Linked DNA regions of Pan troglodytes: region 2 is linked to region 1. A link is a contact called in public capture Hi-C data. All regions are on one chromosome and are shown on one strand. Each heading gives the region's core, a stretch centred on a gene start, on an enhancer-like site or on the middle of the called end of the contact. The rest is flanking DNA. Distances are from core to core; before and after follow the strand shown. Region 1 overlaps MYO10 (myosin X). Region 2 overlaps MYO10 (myosin X).

Region 1 (2,700 bases), core at 98-2,597:
GTTTCTCTTTCTCATTTATTTCTTGTGAATTGGTCATTAGACCTAGAGAGTGATCGAGTTCAGGTTTTCTTTCTGTTTAAGAGTGCTTCACTTGTGTTGGTATTGATTTCTGTTGAGAAGGCTTAGAGTAGCTGGTTGTCCTCTTGTGATGTCAGCAGTAGTTCTGATCTTGATTTTTTTTTTTTTTTTGAGACAGAGTCTCGCTCTGTCACTGAGGCTGGAGTGCAGTGGCACTCTGCCTCCAGGGTTCAAGCGATTCTCCTGCCTCAGCCTCCCGAGTAGCTGGGACTACAGGTGTGCACTACCATGCTTGGCTAATTTTTGTATTTTTAGTAGAGACGGGATTTCACCATGTTGGCCAGGCTGGTCTCAAACTCCTGACCTGAAGTGATCCGCCTGCCTCATCCTCCCAAAGTGCTGGGATTATAGGCGTGAGCCGCCACGCCCGGCCCTGATCTTGATTTTTTTTTTAATATTTCATCTCAGTCATTCTAGTTATGAGGTCAGACAATACTTATTTTCTAACCAGACTATTTTAGTTTTGTTGCTGTAAAATACATGTTTTATTGTGAACATTTGTACTTTTTTTTTTTTTTTTTTGAGACGGAGTCTCACTCTTTCGCCCAGGTTGGAGTGCAGTGGCGTGATCTCAGCTCACTGCAAGCTCCACCTCCTGGGTTCACGCCATTCTCCTGCCTCATCCTCCCGAGTAGCTGGAAGTACAGGCACCCGCCACCTCGCCCAGCTAATTTTTTGTATTTTTAGTAGAGATGGGGTTTCACCGTGTTAGCCAGGATGGTCTCGATCTCCTGACCTTGTGATCCGCCCGCCTCAGCCTCCCAAAGTGCTGGGATTACAGGCGTGAGCCACCACGCCCGGCCGAACATTTGCACTTCTTTAGTTATCAGAGCAAGCTGGCTTTATGCCCCAAACCCTTCTTCATCAAACGTATTACTATCTCTGGTCCGATCTTAACATCTGCTGCTGTTTTACCCTGATTTTGTTAACTTGGTTCACCAATTTTATTTCTCTAGTGTTGTTTAGGGAGGGTTGCAGATGAGATCAAGACGGTATTGAGACCAGACACACCCAAATCCTGCGCCTCACTGCCAGCACCCCTGATGGAAATAATGTGCACATCTCAAGCAGAATTCAGACGCAGATGCCCTGGCCTTAAGCTGGGAGAGAGCTGTGATGAATTAGGGAAAGAGCTCACACCAGGCCAAGGTTGGCTTTTGTAGATTTGAGAAAGGATCCAAAGGAAGTTGCAGGCAGGAGTAGGGGCTGCTGCCCCAGGCCTGTCTGGGTCCTGAGCAGGGGTGGGCATTGGGCGGACCAGTGTGAGGGGAGAGAGCCTCTACCCTAGAGAAGTCAGGGGAACCCTGCTATCCCTGGCCACACCAGCAGCCTCCTCCCTGGGCAGCAGAGATGAGACTGGCTCCCTCTAGAGGGTATCTTCATCATTGCTGAAAGGAAAACCATTGCAGGTCCCTCCATGTCTTTTGGTGATGGGTTCCAGAACCACCACCCCACTCCCCACCCCACTGCAGCCACCAAAATCCCCAGATGCTCGAGTTCCTGCTATAAAAGGATGTAGTCATTGCATGTAACCTATGCATATTCTCCCACATGCTTCAAATCGTCTCTAGATTACTTACAATAGCTAGTATGATGCAAATGCATTGTGAATAGTAGTTACACTGTATTGTTTTTTAATTTGTAGTATTATTATTTTTTAAATTGGATTTTTATTTTTGATCTGCTGCTGGTTGAATCCACAGGTGCAGAACCCACAAATCCTGAACTCGCAGATATGGAGAGCCAACTGTGTACCGTTTCTTCAGTAACAGACAGTTCCCAACTCTAGTCATTGGCTTCATTAATTGCTTTCCTCAGTTATTCAGAATTTGGTGTTCCTGATGTGCGTTTGTTGCTTTTGCTCCTTTGCAGAGAGATCATAGATAACACCACCAAGGAGAATGGGATCGACATCATTATGGCTGATAGGACTTTCCACCTGATTGCAGAGTCCCCAGAAGATGCCAGGTGAGTCTGTGCTGTTGACTTCGTGTTACCCACATCCTGCTCCCTCATGCACAGGTGTGAGCATCACACAGAGCACTGTTTACTGTACTGGCCTTGAAAAATTTTAATTGACTTTTTTTGAAGAACCAAGAGTCATACGAGATTGATGTACTTGTCCCTTGGGGAATCTTTCCCTGGGCAAATGTGTTCAAGTACAGCACAGGGTTCAGGATTTCCAGCCTCCAGTGCCACTAGACAGACCCATTGTCATCTGTCTGTCAGGCTGTTACTGTCACTGGTAGCGTGTGTAAATTATACAGCTGCATGAAGCTGAAAATCTACCCTCTGGAAGCTTCTGAGCTTTGAAAGTGAATCGTTTGTGTTTGCATAAGGACCAAAAGGGCAGGGAGCAGTAACTGATGGCTGTTTAAGTAACTGATAGTGCTATGGCACTGGGGGGTTTTAAAGATCTTAATATTGAAGAATTCAATGGAAGAGGTACTAACTTACACAGAACTTACTATTAGCTTGGTGCAAAAGTAATCACAATTATATTTCAGGCTAATATTCTAAATGTTTCATACCTAAGTATTTCAGGAAGTATTCTAAATGCTTCATAAATATTAACTCTTTTGATTCTCTTGAATCCTGCAAGGTAGACATTAATTATTACCA
Region 2 (2,823 bases), core at 164-2,663, 69 kb before region 1:
TGGAGGTTGCAGTGACCCAAGATTGTGCCATTGCAGTCCAGCCTGGGTGACAAGAGTGAAACTCTGTCTCAAAATAAATAAATAAATAAATTAATTAATAAATAATAATAATAATATAAGCAATGACTGCCGTTTAGTGAGGTACTGAAATAAACCAACCACAGAGGTATAAGTAACATACTGTTATTAATCCTCTTATGCAGATGAGGAAACCGAGTCTTGAAGCAGTTAAAGCTGTTAAGTGACTTCCCCAAGACCTCTCAACTGGTAACCAGTGAGCCATCGAGTCCAGTTTTGATCTGGTCTGGTTGGCTTGAGAACCTTAATATCTTAAGCAGTGTGGTCTGCTTTCTTCACAGGGAGCTTAGAGCTGCGTGGTTAAGCTGATTTCAGCCTTGGTTTTATAGGACTCCTATGTCTCTAGTTAGTAAAATAAATGCCTTAATTCAGCTATAATTATAAATTTATTACATATTCATTTATTTGTTCATGAATTATAAATTTACACCATTAAATCAATAAAGAAAACACACAGAAACTTGCAGTGATAAGCTATTTGTATATTTGTATGCATTAGACCAGGAAATGTCCTTTTTTTTTTTTTTTTTTTTTTTTGGAGACAGGGTCTCGTTCTGTCACCCAGACTGGAGTGCAGTGGCGCAATCTCGGCTCACTGCAACCTCCACCTCCCAGGTTGACGCCATTCTCCTGCCTCAGCCTCCCGAGTAGCTGGGACTACAGGCACCCGCCACCATGCCTGGCAATTTTTTTTTTTTTTTTTTTTTTTTGTATTTTTAGTAGAGACAGGGTTTCGCCATGTCACCCAGGATGGTCTCCATCTCCTGACCTCGTGATCTGCCCACCTCGACCTCCCAAAGTGCTGGGATTACAGGCGTGAGCCACCATGCCCGGCGGAAGTGTACTATTTTTAGGAGGCTTTGTAAGAGAGAAAGAGTTTAGGGAAAAAACCCTTTCCTGAAAGCTTTCAGCACCTGTGTTGGATCTGGTGGGAATCTGTAACAAAAACACATTTTTAATATCTAAGGAAGGAAAGTAACAAAAAAGTTTAAAAGCTGTAATACTTTTAGAAATGTAAATACTAGATGGCCACCTGTCACTTAGATAGAAATGAATTGGGACAAAGGGAGCCCATATAAGGTAGTATCAGCCTAGAAACTCAGAATTTGAAACATTTGATCTCCAAACTTATTTTAACTCTTCTATGTGAGGATTCACTATATACAACATTGTTAGCTATTTTATTTTTAGGTGAGTTTTCAGACCTGTAAAAATGATGGGTGTTTAAAAAACACCATAGCATGCTGTCGAAGCAATTTCTTAGTTTAATGCGATACGTTTAAATAAAAGCCCTGTACTGATGTTAAGTAGAGGCAGTTTGTCGTAGTGAAAAGATCGCAGGCCTGGAGACCAGCGAGGTGGAGTTTCGCCAGCTGCCTCTGTGCCAGCGTGAAGCAGTTTTGTGAGTGGTGTAAAGAACTTCCTGTCTCGACCCCAGGTTTCCCCTTGCAAACTGAGGAGCTGGGGCTGTTCGCTTGCTTCACTCTCTTTCACCTTTGACATCTGTGACATTTTAATGGAACCAAAGCTTCTCTCCAAAGAGCTCAAAGCACAGTTAGAGAACTTAAAAGAGTGAGCATTAAAGAGCACCCGAGAACAAAAATGAAAAAGGTTGAGGCAAAGCAAGAAGTGACCAGGGAAAGCTCTAATATTGCCGCTTGTGGGGAGGCAGATGCTCAGAAGTCTTCCCTGACTGTCCTTGTGACAGTGAAGCCACCAACCCCGCCAGCTCCATAGCCCATGATACCTTCCATGCAAGGAAGATTTAAAAATTATTGAAGGCTGGGCGGGCGTGGGGGCTCACACCTATAATCCTAACACTTTGGGAGGCCGAGGCGGGTGGATCACCTGAGGTCAGGAGTTCAAGACCAGCCTGGCCAACATGGTGAAACCCTGTCTCTACTACAAAACATAAAAATTAGCCAGGCGTGATGGCAGGCGCCTATAATCCCAGCTACTCAGAAGGCTGAAGCAGGAGAGTCGCTTGAACCCGGGAGGCAGAGGTTGCAGTGAGCCGAGATCGCAACACTGCACTCCAGCCCGGGTGAAAGAGCGAAACTCTGTCTAAAAAATAAAAAAATTATTGGGAAGCTTTTCACTTTTACCTTGTTAATAGTAGCAATGGATTTTACAGAACTTTTTAAATAATAGCTAATATCAATATATATGATATGCCAGGTAGCATGCTTTCTGCCTTTTACATGCATGTTCTCCTTTCATTCTCACCTGGCATTAGGGGATAAATTCAAAAATTATCTCCATTTTCCAGATGAAAAAACTGAGGCTTAGAGAGAGATGAGACATCTTGCCCAAGCAACACAGCTGGGAAGTGGGGAGACAGGATTTGAACCATTGCCTGCCTCACCCTGTAATTAGTGTTCCACAGGAGCGCCTTTCCATCCGTTAACTGCTTCAATCTTTGCAACACTGCAAGATGGCAAAACTAATAACTCACTTTTGCAAGTGAGGAGACCGAGGCTACAGAGGCTTAGATGGCATTCCAGAAAGCACAGAGCTCCTAAGTGGGATTCCACCCTTTGTCACTGTCATGCCAGTCCCCTTCTCTGCAAGACTCTGGTCTCTGACACTGCCACGTGTTTTCAGTGCCTAAAGCTCTTTGGCAGTGGTTGGTTTGAAATCTTTGGAAGCTGTCTTAGTTCTTCCAGGCCTAGGGTGTATTACTTTGAATTATCATTGGGAAAGGGCACCATTAATTACAATAATCTTGCACCTAATAATGGGTGT

The links. Capture Hi-C pulls out chosen DNA fragments and counts their contacts.
Region 2: a capture Hi-C map of stem cell-derived neural stem cells shows a contact between it and region 1, with 2.9 times the contacts expected there. The contact joins two enhancer-like sites. A contact is called at or near these places in 2 of 7 Hi-C or Micro-C datasets (induced pluripotent stem cells and stem cell-derived neural progenitor cells) and 1 of 1 other capture datasets (stem cell-derived neural stem cells).

Annotation. Positions count from the first base shown.
Region 1 is chr4:17,340,353-17,343,052 of NHGRI_mPanTro3-v2.0_pri, reverse strand. MYO10 (myosin X) reads left to right here. Exons shown (of 41, transcript XM_001175408.8): 28 at 1,951-2,046. Among named protein-coding and RNA genes, the nearest start is that of RETREG1, 74 kb to the right of the region's middle. Within about 2 kb of position 1,347, at least 6 of the 24 cell types and tissues checked have an H3K27ac peak or open chromatin away from gene starts, as enhancers often do. A contact at or near this core is called in stem cell-derived neural stem cells, where this site is marked.
Region 2 is chr4:17,409,196-17,412,018 of NHGRI_mPanTro3-v2.0_pri, reverse strand. The region is part of intron 17 of MYO10 (myosin X); the gene reads left to right. Among named protein-coding and RNA genes, the nearest start is that of RETREG1, 140 kb to the right of the region's middle. Within about 2 kb of position 1,413, at least 2 of the 24 cell types and tissues checked have an H3K27ac peak or open chromatin away from gene starts, as enhancers often do. A contact at or near this core is called in stem cell-derived neural stem cells, where this site is marked.